Linked DNA regions of Mus musculus: all the other regions are linked to region 1. The links are chromatin contacts, called in public Micro-C and promoter capture Hi-C maps. All regions are on one chromosome and are shown on one strand. Each heading gives the region's core, a stretch centred on a gene start, on an enhancer-like site or on the middle of the called end of the contact. The rest is flanking DNA. Distances are from core to core; before and after follow the strand shown. Region 1 holds the start of 2610203C22Rik (RIKEN cDNA 2610203C22 gene). Region 2 holds the start of Mcmdc2 (minichromosome maintenance domain containing 2). Region 3 overlaps Ppp1r42 (protein phosphatase 1, regulatory subunit 42).

Evidence for each region. Promoter capture Hi-C pulls out the DNA fragments that hold promoters and counts their contacts. Hi-C and Micro-C count contacts between places; a contact is called where the count stands out from the background.
Region 2: a contact with region 1 is called in a Micro-C map of embryonic stem cells, with 2.2 times the contacts expected there. The contact joins the promoter of Mcmdc2 here to the promoter of 2610203C22Rik in region 1. A contact is called at or near these places in 5 of 39 promoter capture datasets (hippocampal neurons, liver, pre-B cells and 1 more), 1 of 484 Hi-C or Micro-C datasets (embryonic stem cells) and 1 of 9 other capture datasets (adipose tissue).
Region 3: a promoter capture Hi-C map of liver shows a contact between it and region 1, with 2.0 times the contacts expected there. The contact joins the enhancer-like site here to the promoter of 2610203C22Rik in region 1. A contact is called at or near these places in 7 of 39 promoter capture datasets (the C10 cell line, cranial neural crest, frontonasal cranial neural crest and 3 more) and 1 of 484 Hi-C or Micro-C datasets (liver).

What each region holds. Positions count from the first base shown.
Region 1 is chr1:9,628,681-9,633,443 of GRCm38.p6, forward strand. It overlaps 2610203C22Rik (RIKEN cDNA 2610203C22 gene), which reads right to left and starts at 2,412. Exons shown (of 5, transcript NR_015470.1): 1 at 2,381-2,412.
Region 2 is chr1:9,905,850-9,910,821 of GRCm38.p6, forward strand. It overlaps Mcmdc2 (minichromosome maintenance domain containing 2), which reads left to right and starts at 2,789. Exons shown (of 15, transcript NM_177722.3): 1 at 2,789-2,841.
Region 3 is chr1:9,985,497-9,990,139 of GRCm38.p6, forward strand. Ppp1r42 (protein phosphatase 1, regulatory subunit 42) reads right to left here. Exons shown (of 9, transcript NM_145692.2): 6 at 96-213. Among named protein-coding and RNA genes, the nearest start is that of Tcf24, 20 kb to the left of the region's middle. Within about 2 kb of position 3,130, at least 14 of the 459 cell types and tissues checked have an H3K27ac peak or open chromatin away from gene starts, as enhancers often do. A contact at or near this core is called in liver, where this site is marked.

The DNA of each region.
Region 1 (4,763 bases), core at 1,162-3,661:
TTCTATTCAACCACCTGATCTCCAGGGCTTGATTCACAGAGAGCCACACCTCATCATCCTGTGTCCTGTGTGACACTCCATTGAGCTAAGCCTTCCACCAGCCAGGAAACAGAGAGATTGGCAAAGGGTTGGGGGAACATGAGGGGTTCAGCAGCAGCTCTCACTAAATAGGACGCAGCTATTTGTAACATATTAGATTCTATAGGTAATGCTCCAAGAGCACACATGTTCCCCAGATGCCAACCTTTAGATAAAGACAAGAGGCAGCACAAACTATGCAAATTGTTTCTTGGTACCACCCAGGACTAGCTCAAACCAAATCTAATCAGTGAGAGCAAGCTTGTTTCTCTCTGTTGTCCCCTCAGCTCAGCAACTTTCCATAAACACACACACACACTTTTCAGTTCCCTTCCTTGTTTTCCCCACACCTCTCACCCTTTGACCTCAGTAGGGCCTCAGACCCCAATACTCTGACCAGCCAGGACTGTCATCTCCTCCACCCAAAGTCTTGGGTATCCCGTGCTCTGCACTTCAAACGTGACAACGAGAACTTGAGTGGCTGTAGAACCTCATGCAGATTTCTGAGTTCACTTTCTTCATTGGTTGAAAAAGAAAATATCCTACCTGCCTCCTTGTCCCAGAAATGATTAAACAAAATTACCTGGGCCAATATGCAGCTGATTTGTATTAGTGTGGCTACTCAAGTGAGACTATTGGAGCACTTCCACAGTAGCTAAAAATGCCTGGGACTACCCTGAGCCTCCCTCCATGTTGTCCCTGGTTACTGAGCCCCTCCCTTAGGGTTCTCACCAACTTCTCTGTGGATAATAGTCTTGGGCAATACCCTACAGGCTTGAAGGATGGAAGGCTCCATTAGTATTATGACCAGTATTCATCCTTGCCAGCCATTTGCCCAGGTTCTGCCAGTTCTTAAAAGCTGGACTGTCCTAGAGACAATGCATTAGAATGTACCTGTCTTATAGGCTAAAGTATAGGCCACACAAGCATGAAATGGATCGGAGCAAGAAGGGGTTGCCCTTTACGTTGTTGTGGGTCATATAAACCTTAGGGATTGGAGAGATGAATCTGAGACTCAATTTGAGACTAGAAAGTAAGATTTTAAATTCTTTGCACTCCCACAGCCTAACACCCTTCTGAAGCAAATGTCCTCTATAAAGAAGACAGGAAACTGTTAGCAGGGTCCCCTGCCATTCAGCCCAAGAGCTGTGAACCCCTGACAGTGTAGAAACTGCTGCCAAGTGAGAAGCCGGGTGCCAGACCCCACCTCACAGTGGTGAGCCTCCTTGCTGCCTGAGTTTCTTTGAACCTCTATTTTGCATTCAAATTAAATTACCTACCCGATCTACCTCACCGGCTGATGAAAACTCAACAGAGCCCAAGCCTAACCGGGCTTTGCAAATTGTGAATTGCATTAACATATGGTGTGATAATCCGCCCCATTCAGAAGAAGCAGGGACGGGTGGCGAGCAGTGAGTGATTCAGCCAGCCAGGCAGGAACTGAAAATAGAATCATTTCCTGAGCCAGGGTCCAGGGTTCTCTCTCAGAAGAAGGTGGGCAGGGGAAGGGCTCCAGGGCGGCTGAACACAAGGCTCTCCATTTCCCACTGTAGCATTTGGGCTGATCCTGCAGCCCCAGGTGGTCACCCAGTGTGCCAGGTCAGTCCGGGCCAGTGACCCTTGCTTGGCTCAGAAGCAAGATGTGGGTGGTGACGACTCTTTTGAATTCAAAAGAGTCTACTTGCTGCCAACTGCTGCCTTTGGCCTCCTGCCTGCATTCCCTACCAGCAAAATTAGTCCTCAACTGAAACCTACAAAGTGCATTGGCTTAGGAGACCACAGGCTTTTGTCTGTCTGCTCCAACTCGGAGGAAGAAGGCCCAGCCCTGCTCATTTAGCCTCACTAGACTTCAAACCAGACCCTAGGACTAAAGTGCTCCTGAGGAGTCAGGTCTGATGGGAAGCTTGCTTGGTAAGGTATAACCAGGCAGAGATTTGGTACTTCATAAATAAGCCCTCTGCACCACATTCTTGTTATTCATGCAGGCCAAGTAAAGCAAGACAATAACTCAAGAAACAGTGACCTCACCAGGAAAGCAGGCTATGTAGTCTCACACACAAGCCTCACGGCCATAAATCCAGGAGACTATTCCATGAAAATTCTCTGTCCTTGCAGAGGAGCAGGGACAGTGTGGAGGCAGGGAGGAGAGAGCCCTCTTATCTACAGAGATCTCCCTTTATGCCTCAGAAATGAAAGGACACTTCTCTCTCTCTCTCTCTCTCTCTCTCTCACACACACACACACACACACACACACCCACACACACAGGTGGACCTGTACCCTTGTCACTTTGTAGACATACCAGAAGGAATTCAAAGCTGCTTGTCATCTTCGTCCTCTTCGTTCTCTAGGGCCTGTCCAGGCTCTTGCCAGCAGACTGCTCTGCAGCTGGATGCTATTGTAAACTATGCTTCCGCATCTGTGTCATGCTCTTCCTTAGGAGAGGGCTAAAGATGGAGCTCAGGGGAAGTAGGAAGAGGAAAGATGCTTCCTGTTCTGGCTACTTACTCTCTGCTCTCCCAGCCCAAGGAGGAGTGTAAAAGGCTCTATTCCTAGCCTCTGAATCCTCAGGTTAAAGCTACAGATCTTCTGGGATTCCTCTCTGGGTTCAGTGGACTGTTGCATGTGAAGACAGATAGACAGTTAACAGGCACTGGTGTATGTAGTTTACATGTGGTGGGCTCTGAGCTAAGTGCTTAAAGTACCTCAGCTCATGTGATCCTCCATCCAAGATGGACTTTTATCTTCCCTATAGATGATTAAAAGGTCAGAAAGGCCTTCATGTTCCTGATGAGAGCCGAAATTTCCTTTTAGAAAGAAAACGTTGCTTGTGCCTCCAAAAGGCTGGAAGCCAAGGAAGGAGGCCAAAAAGGGCCCTCAGCCAGCCCATTACTCAGCAGGTAAGCAAGCTAGTTGTGAAAGACAGTGGCTCAGTTGTCATCCCAGTGTCCAGGGCAACAGTACAAACAGTGTACATAACACAGGTCAATGCCCCAGCCTTTCTGACTTAAAAAAAAAAAAATCCCCTGCGGCATGTGGTGAGAGGGGGCAGGGTACAGGGAAAGCAGGTAGGCTTCCTGATGACATGAGAACATACCTCCACCTGGGGATACTTCCAGCCTCTTTGTTGTGCTTTGGCGGTGCTTGTGCAGAAAATAAAACCACTGGCCCAGTTCCCACTTCAGTTATTCTTTGAGTGTGGAGGTGGTCTCCAGAAGGAAGGGGCTCCTCCACCAAGAAACCTGTATTTGTGACAAAGGTTTCAGAAACATGCCATCCCCCCCCCCCACTTCACAATTTAATGCTACACTTTGCAATGCAGATCCTGCCTTCTCTCAAAGAAGACAAAAAGCAAAAGTCATCTAAAAGTAATAGAATTTAGCAGAGTGAGAAGAAATGATCAGGACACAGATCCTAGAAGAAATAAATGGAGAAAGAGATGTGGAAGTTTGAGACAGCAGAAAGAAAACAATGGAAAAAAGAGGAGAATTTAAAGAAGCTCACAGTGAGGGCTATGGGGACAATTCAGCATTGGGGAAAACATGCTGCTCTTGCAGAAGACCCAAGATCTCAGCACCCATATTTTGGGGATTCCACACCCTTTTCCGACTTCATAGGCACTAGGCATGTACTTGGTACACATATATGCACTCAGGCAAAACACATACACATGGCACAAGAATAAATACATATTTATTTATTTTAAAAACGCAGCTCAAGAGTGGGTAAGCAAGATCATGTTGATGTTGAAATCAAAATCAACTCACTTTTCAACCTCCAAGACTGGACACCAGGTGGGCAGAGACAAAGCATGCTTTTATGTGCCATAGTTCATGAAAGGTACCAACATACGAAAATTAGAAAACTATGTGACCTGTGTGGGTATTTATATGTAGTTACAAGAAAAGAAAAAAAAATGACTGAGAGAGGAAGGAAATATTTGATCTGTGTATTGAAAAGTAAGTCCAGTTTTGCCAAGAAAAGAAAGAGCAAGAACCAAAGGACGTCGTCCCAAAGTCAATTAGAAATGTCCTAAGAACCAGCAAGTATCTCTAGCCTCTGCTTTCCCACAGTTTTTACTGACCCATTAACTGCCAGCCAGGCAGTTTGAGCAGTTGATGTCACACAGCCCAAAACATTGGTCACATCAATCAAGGAGCTGGTGCACCAAGTCACCAATGGCCAACACCAGCAAAAACGGCTGCAGCAACTGACTACCCATGGCCAGAAATCAGTTGACCCACCTGTCTAATAGCACTTGGCCTTATCAGCCAATACCCTCATGTTGTTCCTGACCAGGGGCATGACAGGGTCTCCCAGCTGCACTCAGATGGAACCAGAGGTGAAGAGAGAACTCCAGCCACCACACTGGTGTCACACCCTGCTCAACAGGATAGGCAGCTGAAAGCAGAGCCCACCAAGTACATCTATGGTTACCTCAAGAACAGCAATAAGAATTCCTTCTTTGCAAAAATCTAGGGCAAATGTTAATCCAAACAGGATACCAGAGAACATAAGCAGCACAGTCAGGGATGGCCCAAAGCATTCCATACACTCTAATAACTGAAAGCAATTTTAGCATCTCCATTATATTATAAAGAAAGCCAAGATTTAGGAAAGTAGTGACTAATAATAATTGAGTTTGGCAACAAGAGAACTTAACTCACACTCACTGATTCAAAATT
Region 2 (4,972 bases), core at 1,539-4,038, 280 kb after region 1:
TTATGGAAAGTTACAATTAAGGGAATGGGTAACCATGAGAGAAAGAAAACAAGGGGTGTGTATATGGCTGAAGACTAAGACCTGACTGAAGACTAATCCTGAAACAACTGATACACAAGCACAGCCATTGTGATCCTTATGTGGAAAAGAGGAAATCAAAATAAAGTAAGAAAAAATACTTACAAAGTGAACTGGCCACTCTGTTATACCCAGTTGCAATGTGACATTTCCAGATCCCTCTGGCTCCAGCAGGTTCCACATGATGCCGGGGGGGGGGGGGGGGGGGGCGGCAAGTAGAAACCATTGGTCTCTGCAGCCTGGTGTCTCTGGGGTTCTGGTATATGGTGAAGGGGTATTGGAAGTTCATTCCTGGCAGTTCCCTCAGACCTCCACCTCTTTTGGTCCTATATGTCCTCCCCTAGAGTCTTTCCTCACCTACTTTCATCTTCTGATTAATTCTTTTGTGGACAGAGATGCCTGTGACATTCTGAGGAGTTGCATTCAGGTATGAGAATATCTAAGCAAAGGAGAGAAAAGATCCTTAATTTCCCTACTTGAGAAGCTCCACAGCAGACTTCATTCCTTGGGGTCTGTCTCACTATCCAGAATTATAGCACACATGCACTCCCTAGTCAAAACTGGTGGTGAGAGTTTTCAGTGTGTGTTGGAATGGGAGATTGGGAAAATCCCAGGCTGCCCATGGCTCTTGTCCATCGTGTAACACATAGCAAACAGAAGCAACTTAAGAGTGACTTTGGATTTGCTCAGTTTGAGGGAACGGTCCGTTCTGGCAGGAGACGAGCATGCTACAACTATAGTGGCCAAAGTGCCAAGCAGTTGGTTACATTGGGTCTTCAGTCAGGAATCAAAGATAAAAGCTGATATTTCATGAGTTCCCTCTTGTGAGTCCAAGATCTCCGTCCACAGGGTGCTGCACCACATTTAGGGCAGATCTCCCCTTCTTAAGCCTCTCTGGGAAAGTTCTCACAGATCCACGAAGATTCATGTTTCCCTGGTGACTTCAAATCCCATCCACTTAACAGTCAAGATGGATCACTACCCAGGCCCTTCCACAGGGGCCATAAGAATACAAAATAATGTATAATGACTGTTGTGATTCCTAGTGACATGAAAGCAGCAGTGGGTGCAAGCCCTGTATTGTCAGTGTGTGAGCTGTGCATGTGTCACATTGTGATATGACATGTGACACATTGTGCATGTGTCAGCTGTCATTGACTGCTGGAGTCATGACTTTAATTGCTTTGCTTTTCACTTAGATTTAAACATCAACAACAAAAACTGTCCTTCAAATTTGGAATCAAAGTGTCAAAAGGCCGTGTTGTCATGTTTACTAAGTCAGCAAACAACCAGAGTCAACACAAAAATGCAAAAGGGAAAACGTGCTGGTACATGTGGCTACAGCTGTGGGGCAATATGTTACATAGTATTTCTTAACTGAAACCTTTACCCCTGAAGAGGAAGAAGGCCTACTTTGCCAAGTAGTACACTTGAGCTAGTCCAAATTTTAGTGCTTTTGTTGTTTGGTAAAGCTTCTATGATCTTTAATTCTTATACTATAGAATTCATCCATTTTAAAATGCCTGATATAGTGAAATGTACCTATAAGTACCTAAATATACTTGAAAGCTGAGGCAAAATTGTGAATTGAAGACTTGCCTATGCTATGAACTGAGTTCACAGCCAGCCTGGACTACAAGGTATATGTAAGGCTATCCTGGGTTATAGTAGAAAGACCCTGTCTCAAAATCAACAAATGACAGACTTTCTTCAGAATTTATTCAACTTTAGGATATCTCCATTACCTCACAAACAACCGATAGGGCCTGGAGGTTCAGTGTCAGTTCCCAGCACCAAGAAAAGAATCCATGGAATGGAATACTACAAATGAAGACCATTCTAACATCCTACAACATGGATGAGCCTTAAGGACATTTTATGAAGTAGAATAAAAGGCACAAGACAATAAATGCTGTATTTGTTCCATTTATGAGTTCTGGAGTAGCTAATTTTAAAGACAGAATGGTTATTGCCAGGAACTTAGGGAATCACTAAATGGTACAAAGTTAGGGGAAGATAATTATGTACTGGAAACAGTGTTACAGTTCTATGACATTCAGCTTCCACTCAAGAATGGCTAAAATGGTACATTTTGTTATGTGTATTTTACTACATTTTAGGGGGGAAGTCCCCTACTCATTATCAATCACTTTTCACTGCTTTACCAAGCCCTAGGTAATCATAAATTTGTATTCATGTTTGCCTATCCTATTTCATACATGAATGGCAACATACAACATATGACTTTGTGCCTTTCCTCTTGCACAGTGCACTCAAAAGCCATAGTATTGTGCTATCCCTTAATTCTCTTTTTAATTCAAGGGAATATAGTGTTGTTTTGTGTTGCTATACCACAGCTGTTTGACGCTAGTTGGAAGTCAAGACATTCACTTCGGGGCAATTTTGAGTAATAGTATGAATTTACATATACAAGATTTTCTGTGGATGCATATTTTCAATTCTCTTGGAATTAGCCGTTTGAGAGGCTACCACAGTTTCCGAAGTTTACGACGCTATTTCGCATTTCCACCAGCAGAAATTGAAATTTTTTTCATACAGATATTGTCTTGGATTAGATAACAGCAAAAGCAAAAGAATCTCCATCTCTTTGCCTTGCGGGAGCAAACAGCACTATATAGGTGAGACTGGTTGCCCTGGTGACAGAAGGGCTGCGGTCCCGGCAGACCCCGCGCGCGCCCGACAGTTGGGAGAGTGCGCGTGCGCAGGAGGCCCTCTGTAGCCCACGCGGGTCCTGCAGTGCAGGTGAGTCTTATTCCAGAGGTGGCAACATAGCCAGGTCGAAGGCACTGGAGTCTCCTGAGGAGCTGCAGGGCCGGCGAGCCAAGCGGGTTCTCTCTAGTGGCTGAGTCCTGAGGTGTTTGGGCCTTGGTCTCCGCATCTCCTCAGGGTTCCCTCAGCGCTGACAGAAGGGAAAACTTGGATTATTCCGGTGGCCTGTTCTGTGTCCTTTTCTCCTCATAATCCCCTACTTGCAAATGCGTTCATCCCCAAGACTGTCTGTCTGTCAGTCCGTATGTCCGTCCTGGAACTTGCTCTGTAGACCAGGCTGACCTCAAACCCAGAGATGCTCCTGCCTCTCTGCCTGCTGAGTGGCGCGTGCCACTTCTGCCCAGCATGACAATTTTGGGCAGACAGTTGGGCTCTATGCCCATCTTTTGAAGGCCCTGAACTCCAGACTCAACTTCTTGTGTCCTTTCCTGCCTAGCTGACTTTCAAGAGTCTGCGGCACACGCACCTGATAAATGAAAATTCACTTGTTTGGCGGTGCTGTGATGAAGCCCAGCCTTGGACATAACAAACCTTGATTTCTAGACAGGGCTTTGTTATGCAACTCAGACTACCCTAGAGCTCATTATGTAGCCCACGGCTACAAAGACTACCGTTTTGTTTTGTTTTGTTTTGCTTTTCGAGACTTGGTTTCTTTGCAGAGCCCTTCCCATCATGGAGCTCACAGCGATATCCCTGCCTCTGCCTCCTGAGTGCTGGGATCAAGGCTGTGTGCTACCACCTATCTGCTAGAGACTAACTTTGAACTCAGTCTGCCCAACCTACTGAATGTCTGCAACCATGACCTGGCCTCGACTGAATTTTTTCCTCTCTGTGTGGTACAGGTTGGTCATGAAGCCCAGAATTAGAGTCTTTAAAATTCTAGAATTATCTCCTCCATTCCGTTTTGTTTCAAATACCCTGGGCTGGTCCATCCATCTCTTAGAAATACAACACTAGTTGAAAACTGATAATTGGCTGTTTAGTTTCAAAGCATTCTTCACACAGGCAACATGAAGGAGCTAATTTCCAAAATATATTTTTTTTAAAAAAAAAGGACGATTCTGTTTTCAAAAACTTTGTAAACTTCTCTTTCCTTATATAATTATTTTGCACTTCAAAAACTTATTCTAAATTTACACAACCATTTCACTCAATGTCATCCAACTTCAGAAACCTGTTTTTGTTCTTGGTGGTGGTGGTGGTTTGGTTTTGAGACACAGATTCAATGGCTATCCTCCATCTGCAGACCAGGCTAGCCTAGACTTCAGGGACCTGGGTGCCTCTGCTTCCTGATCATTGGCATTAAATGTGTCCATGAGCATACCTAGCAAAAAGCTGATATTATAACAATGTCAACCTTCAAAATTATTAATTTTGACCCCGATATAATAACAAAAGGGTAGCCACTTACTTTTCTGTGCAAAGTATCCTGAACTATAGGTACTGGGTGGATAAAATCAGTGATATATGACTCCTAATGGGGGTGTTAGCCGGTATCTTTGGAAAACTCTCCCATTATAGAAATATTCACCTACTAAAACCAAAATGTATGTATGTATGTATGTATGTATGTATGTATTTATTTATTTATTTAGGTGGTGCTGGGATTGAGCCCAGCCTTGTGCATGCTGGTCAAGCAAGCTAGAATAGCATTATTGTACTTAGAGCCACACAAAAATAAACTCACTTTATCCCTTTGAAGTGGAATGCATGGCTTCCTTGTTACCTTCTGTCATCAACCAAGAGTCCAAAGCAGTAGAAAAATACATGATAATGAGCCCAAATTTATGAAGCTTTTCACTTATCATGTTCTGTGGCCACTAACCTGTTCATATTCCTATTACAAGTTATCATACAGTTGTTCGCATAGCTGATTTACACGCTTTGCTCTTTAAAGTATAGACACTGTGTTTTGCTCATCTTTGCATTACTGGTGCCTAAGGAAAGTGAGCTAGCCAATAAATTATAGATAATAATATTTGATAATGTTTCAATAATGTGTTAGTCATTATTTCTGGCCTCTCTAAGTTGGATTTCTTAAACACAGGGTCCAATCTTAATCATACCATTCCTAACAATATCACAATGATCGCATGACATATCT
Region 3 (4,643 bases), core at 1,880-4,379, 360 kb after region 1:
GGTCCAGATGTTATATTTATATTTCCGAAAGCCTGGTGATAAATTAACTTAAAAGTTAAAAAGTGATTTAAATTGGGTTAATGTAAAACACTCACCCAGTGACTTGGACGTCAGTATCAGTTTGTCCCTGTATTTTGGTTTAAGACAAACAGGATTTCCATTTAGATCCATTTTCCACAGCTTCATCAGTTTTTTCAGTAAAAGCTCCAAGTCCTGTAGTCAGGAAAGAAAAGAGAAGGCATGGGGATTTTATGATTATTCATACTCTTGTGCAACTGCTTTTCAAGGTGGTTAATGATTTCTACAGCACCCTAGCTCCCCAGGTAGAACTCATATGACCACCAGCTTTGTGTATACTCGTCATGAGGAAGCTAGAGGAGGCAAAATAGGGATCACCATGCTGCTCTTGATCATGTCATCCCTAAATCAACTCAATCTGCAGTTAGGAAAACACTTCCTACTTTTAGAAGATACCCTATTCTCAGGGGAATCCATGAAAGTTTACAGGTGAAGGCAATTGAAGAGTATCGAGTAAGCACACTTCATCAGCTGTTGCTGAGAAGCTGTCTGGAAGGAGCAGGGACTACCCCATCTGCCAGAGAGAGGCTCAGAGCATCCGAGGCACCTGGAAAGGACACTCCCCAGCCTGCTGAGCTGCCTGTAGCCTGGGCAGTGTGCTCCAGGCTCTCAGCTTCAGGAGCATCACCCGTGCTCAAGAAGGGTTTTGGTGATGTAGCTGTCTGAATCATTTCTGCTCCTGAAAGTAACCCTTCACCTATCTTCCTGTAGTCTCAATAAAACCCATTGGTTCCTCAAATTAAACAACACAGTCTGCCAGCACTGCAGGCAACATCATTGTTGCCTTTTTAAAATGAAGAATGTGGGAAAATCCTGTCAGACTGCAAAACAGAAAAAAAAAAGTACTCGCCTGTACATCACCTGGAGACCACATTGAGCAGTTATGCCTGGCTCATCTCTTTAGGGCCTAGGGACTTCTTTTGAAATTATAATCTTACTGGGGTTATAATTTCCTTTTACTTCTTTTGTTGTTGTTGCTGTTTTTCTGTTTGTTTATTTTGTTTGTATTTATTTTTTGGTTTGGTTTTAGTTTTGACAAGGTCTCATTGTGTAGACCTGACTGGTCTGGCATTTACTGTGTAGACCAGGCTGGCCTCAAACTCACAGAGATCTACCTGCCTCTGCCTACAGAGTCCTGGAATCAGAAGTGTATATCATCACAGTCAGCTTTGTTTTATATTTCTTGATAACTATTTGCATGCTTTTATAGCTTACCAGAAATGACATGATATTTAAAGAGTGATTCACAGTTCACAGGTCCCACAGTGGTGAGGAAGGCCAATGAGAGGCATTTGGAAGCAGCCTTCCAGGCTTCTTGCCTTACCTCCTCTCTCCCTATTGCATCTCTTTCCTCAGTCAGTGTCAACACCCACCCCTACCGCACCCTCCTCCCTCCCCCACCCCAGTCCTTTGTCTTCCTGCCATTCTTTTTCTTGCTTTCTCTCCACCGCTCTTTAAAAATAAATATTCCAGGGCTGGTGAGGTGGCTCAGCAGGTGAGAGCACCCCACTGTTCTTCCAAAGGTACTGAGTTCAAATCCAGCAACCACATGGTGGCTCACAACCATCCGTAATGAGATCTGATGCCCTCTTCTGGTGTGTCTGAAGACAGACAGCTACAGTGTACTTACATATAATAAATAAATAAATAAATAAATAAATTTTAAAAAGATAAATGTTCCTTTAATTACTATTTGACAAAAGCATATATGCTTGGAGTGTTTTATATATGCCCAAAGAGTTAGTTTTAAGAAGAAATACAGGGCTGGGTGGCAGCAGTGAATGTCTTTATTGTACTCACCTACATAAAATGCATAAGCAATCAATATCCCCGCACTCAGGAGGCAGAGGCAGGTGGATCTCTGTGATTTTAAGGCCAGCCTGGTCTACGGAGTGAGTTTTAGGACAGCCAGGGCTACACAGAGAAACCCTGTTTTGAAATACAAAAACAAAAACAACATCAAACAAACAAACAAAAGTAATGCAGTGCACTTTAGTTGTGACTACATCTTGATTACTTAAAAAAAAAAATAGCACAACAAACACATAGGTGTGTGCCGGGTGTTGGTGGCACACACCTTAATCCCAGCACTTGGAAGGTAAAAACAAGCAGATAGATCTCTGGGTTCAAGGCCAATTTGGTCTACAAGCAAGTTCCAGGACAGCAGAGATGCACAAAGAAACCCTGTTTCAAAAAACTGGAAAAAAAATAATGCAGATATCTTTTCAAAATAGTGACTTTCTGAAGGTATATATGTAGCTCTAGAGTTTAGTCTATGCTTGACTCAGAGGGCTCAAAACAAATAACTTGGGAAAACAGGAATTGTCTTCTCAGAAGCAGCCCTCTGGCTCCTGGGGCTTTTGCTTACTGTGCACCAGTCTCTATTACTGTTATTATTATTATTATTATTATCATCATTATTATTATTATTATTTGGTTTTTCAGCACAGGGCTTCTCTGTGTTGTTCTGGAACTCTCCCTTTGTAGATAAGTCTGAACTTGAACTCAGAGATCCACTTGCCTCTGCCTCCTGAGTGCTGGAATTAAATGTGTGAGCCTCCAGTGCCTGGTTTCCTGTCTTTATTTACAAGTCATTGCTTAGAATTAATCATCATGGCATACAAAGTTCAGGGAACAAAACAGGTAAGTCCGTAGGCCTTTGCTTGCCCTGCAGTTCTTCAGTTGAATCCCCTTCTCTTAATTTTGATTAACAGAGCAAAAATTAAAGATGAAGCTTCTGACCCGTTGCACAACAAGTAGTTACCTTCATGTAAGAAAGCTGTCTCAAAACTAGAACTTCAGCCCTCAGTCTCAGACCTTAGATTTTGCTCCTTTTTGAATCCTTTGTTCCAGGTTTAACACAGCCATAGCTGTGCAAGAGTTCTGTATTCCTCTTACTCTAAGGGACTGTGTGTTGTATGTTTCATACTGTTGAATATGATGCCCATAACAAGAGAACTTTACACTGATACAGATAAAAAGTGCTTGGAGTTTTGTTAATTATTCCTCACTTGATAAATGACCCTGGACACACTCCCTCCAGTGTATGTTTACTTAAGGCTAAACTAATCCTGTTCTGAAATATGATTACCCTTTGGATACGCTCTGGTTGTTCATTGCCTTCCTGTCCTTAATAAAATCCTTTCACTCTCCTGCCCCTCGATAAATTACTCAAGGCACCAGACACTTTTCTGGACAGTCTCTGTTTGATAAATGATCATGTCATGCTATCGCTTAGAGGCGCACTGCAAAATTCTGAGTGGCCAATTGTCTTTCCCTGCAGGCTGGTGCCCTGCTCCTGCCTGGGTGTTTGTGGCAGGCGGTCTCAGCTTTAATGACTGTGATGAACCTGACCAGCATACTCCAATCTTTATCGGAAATGTCTGGCCCAACTGTCCTTACTAAATCTAAAGACAGCCATTTGTCATCCCTCTGACTGCCTGTCATCATCTGCCTGGGAGAAATCTATAATTTTTGGCTTGTTCCTGACTAAAGTGTGGAGTGAATAAATTTATCTTTGGGCCATGAAGCTTGCCAGGATCAATATTGAGCAGAGGTTGAATAAATTAGAAACTAAGAAAACATGACAGGCTATCGTGGTTTGTTCATTTGTGTATTATAAATCAAATATTTAGTTTATATAAGAGGCAAACATGTCACGTTTTTTACTTTTCCCATTCATCCTGAGAATTCTATACCTCATGATAAATGGTCACCAGAAAACCAATGAAGTAAATCACTAATGAATCTGACTGTGAGATGAACTCAGGTCATTTTATTGATTTGGAAAACTTTGCAGACATAAAAACTGTAGGCAGAGACTAAGGATTTTTTTGTTGTTATTCTTTCAAGGTTTCTTTTCTTTTTTTTCTTTTCTTTCTTTCTTTCTTTTTTTTTTTTTTTTTTTTTTTTTTTTTGCACATGCATTTGACTTTGTATAGCTTTAGCAACTTGAATAATGTTCGTCTAGTAAAGCTCAGGACTCAAGCGGCACCCACAAACAACTTTTTATTTATTTGTTTGTTTGTTTGTTTGTTTAGGTTTTTTGAGACAGGGTTTCTCTGTATAGCCCTGGCTGTCCTGGAACTCACTTTGTAGACCAGGCTGGCCTCGAACTCAAAATTCCGCCTGCCTCTGCCTCCCAAGTGCTGGGATTAAAGGCGTGCGCCACCACACCCGGCCACAAACAACTTTTATAAATTTAAGTTAAACTTAAATCATAAACTATTTGGTGTTTTTATATATTGACACATGCCTGTTTAAAGAGGTTACAGGAAAGAAATACAAAAACAAAACAGTTGTGAAATGTCATTTAATGTAGAGCTCCTGAGTCAACGAAGTTACTGTCATCATCATCATCTGGCTTAAACCTTCTCTCCTCCTGGAGAAGGAGGTCAGTAGGCCTTCTTTGGCTAATAGTTTCTCAGTATTCTGCCTGTGATCTCACATCTCCTTTCCCTTCTACTCAGCTTTTTGGATCCTGGCCATCTCTTATGGGGTCCTCTCTTACATCCTAACGTGCAGTGTTCCTTCTCTGGCTGCTATCCTTCCCTTTATCCACCACA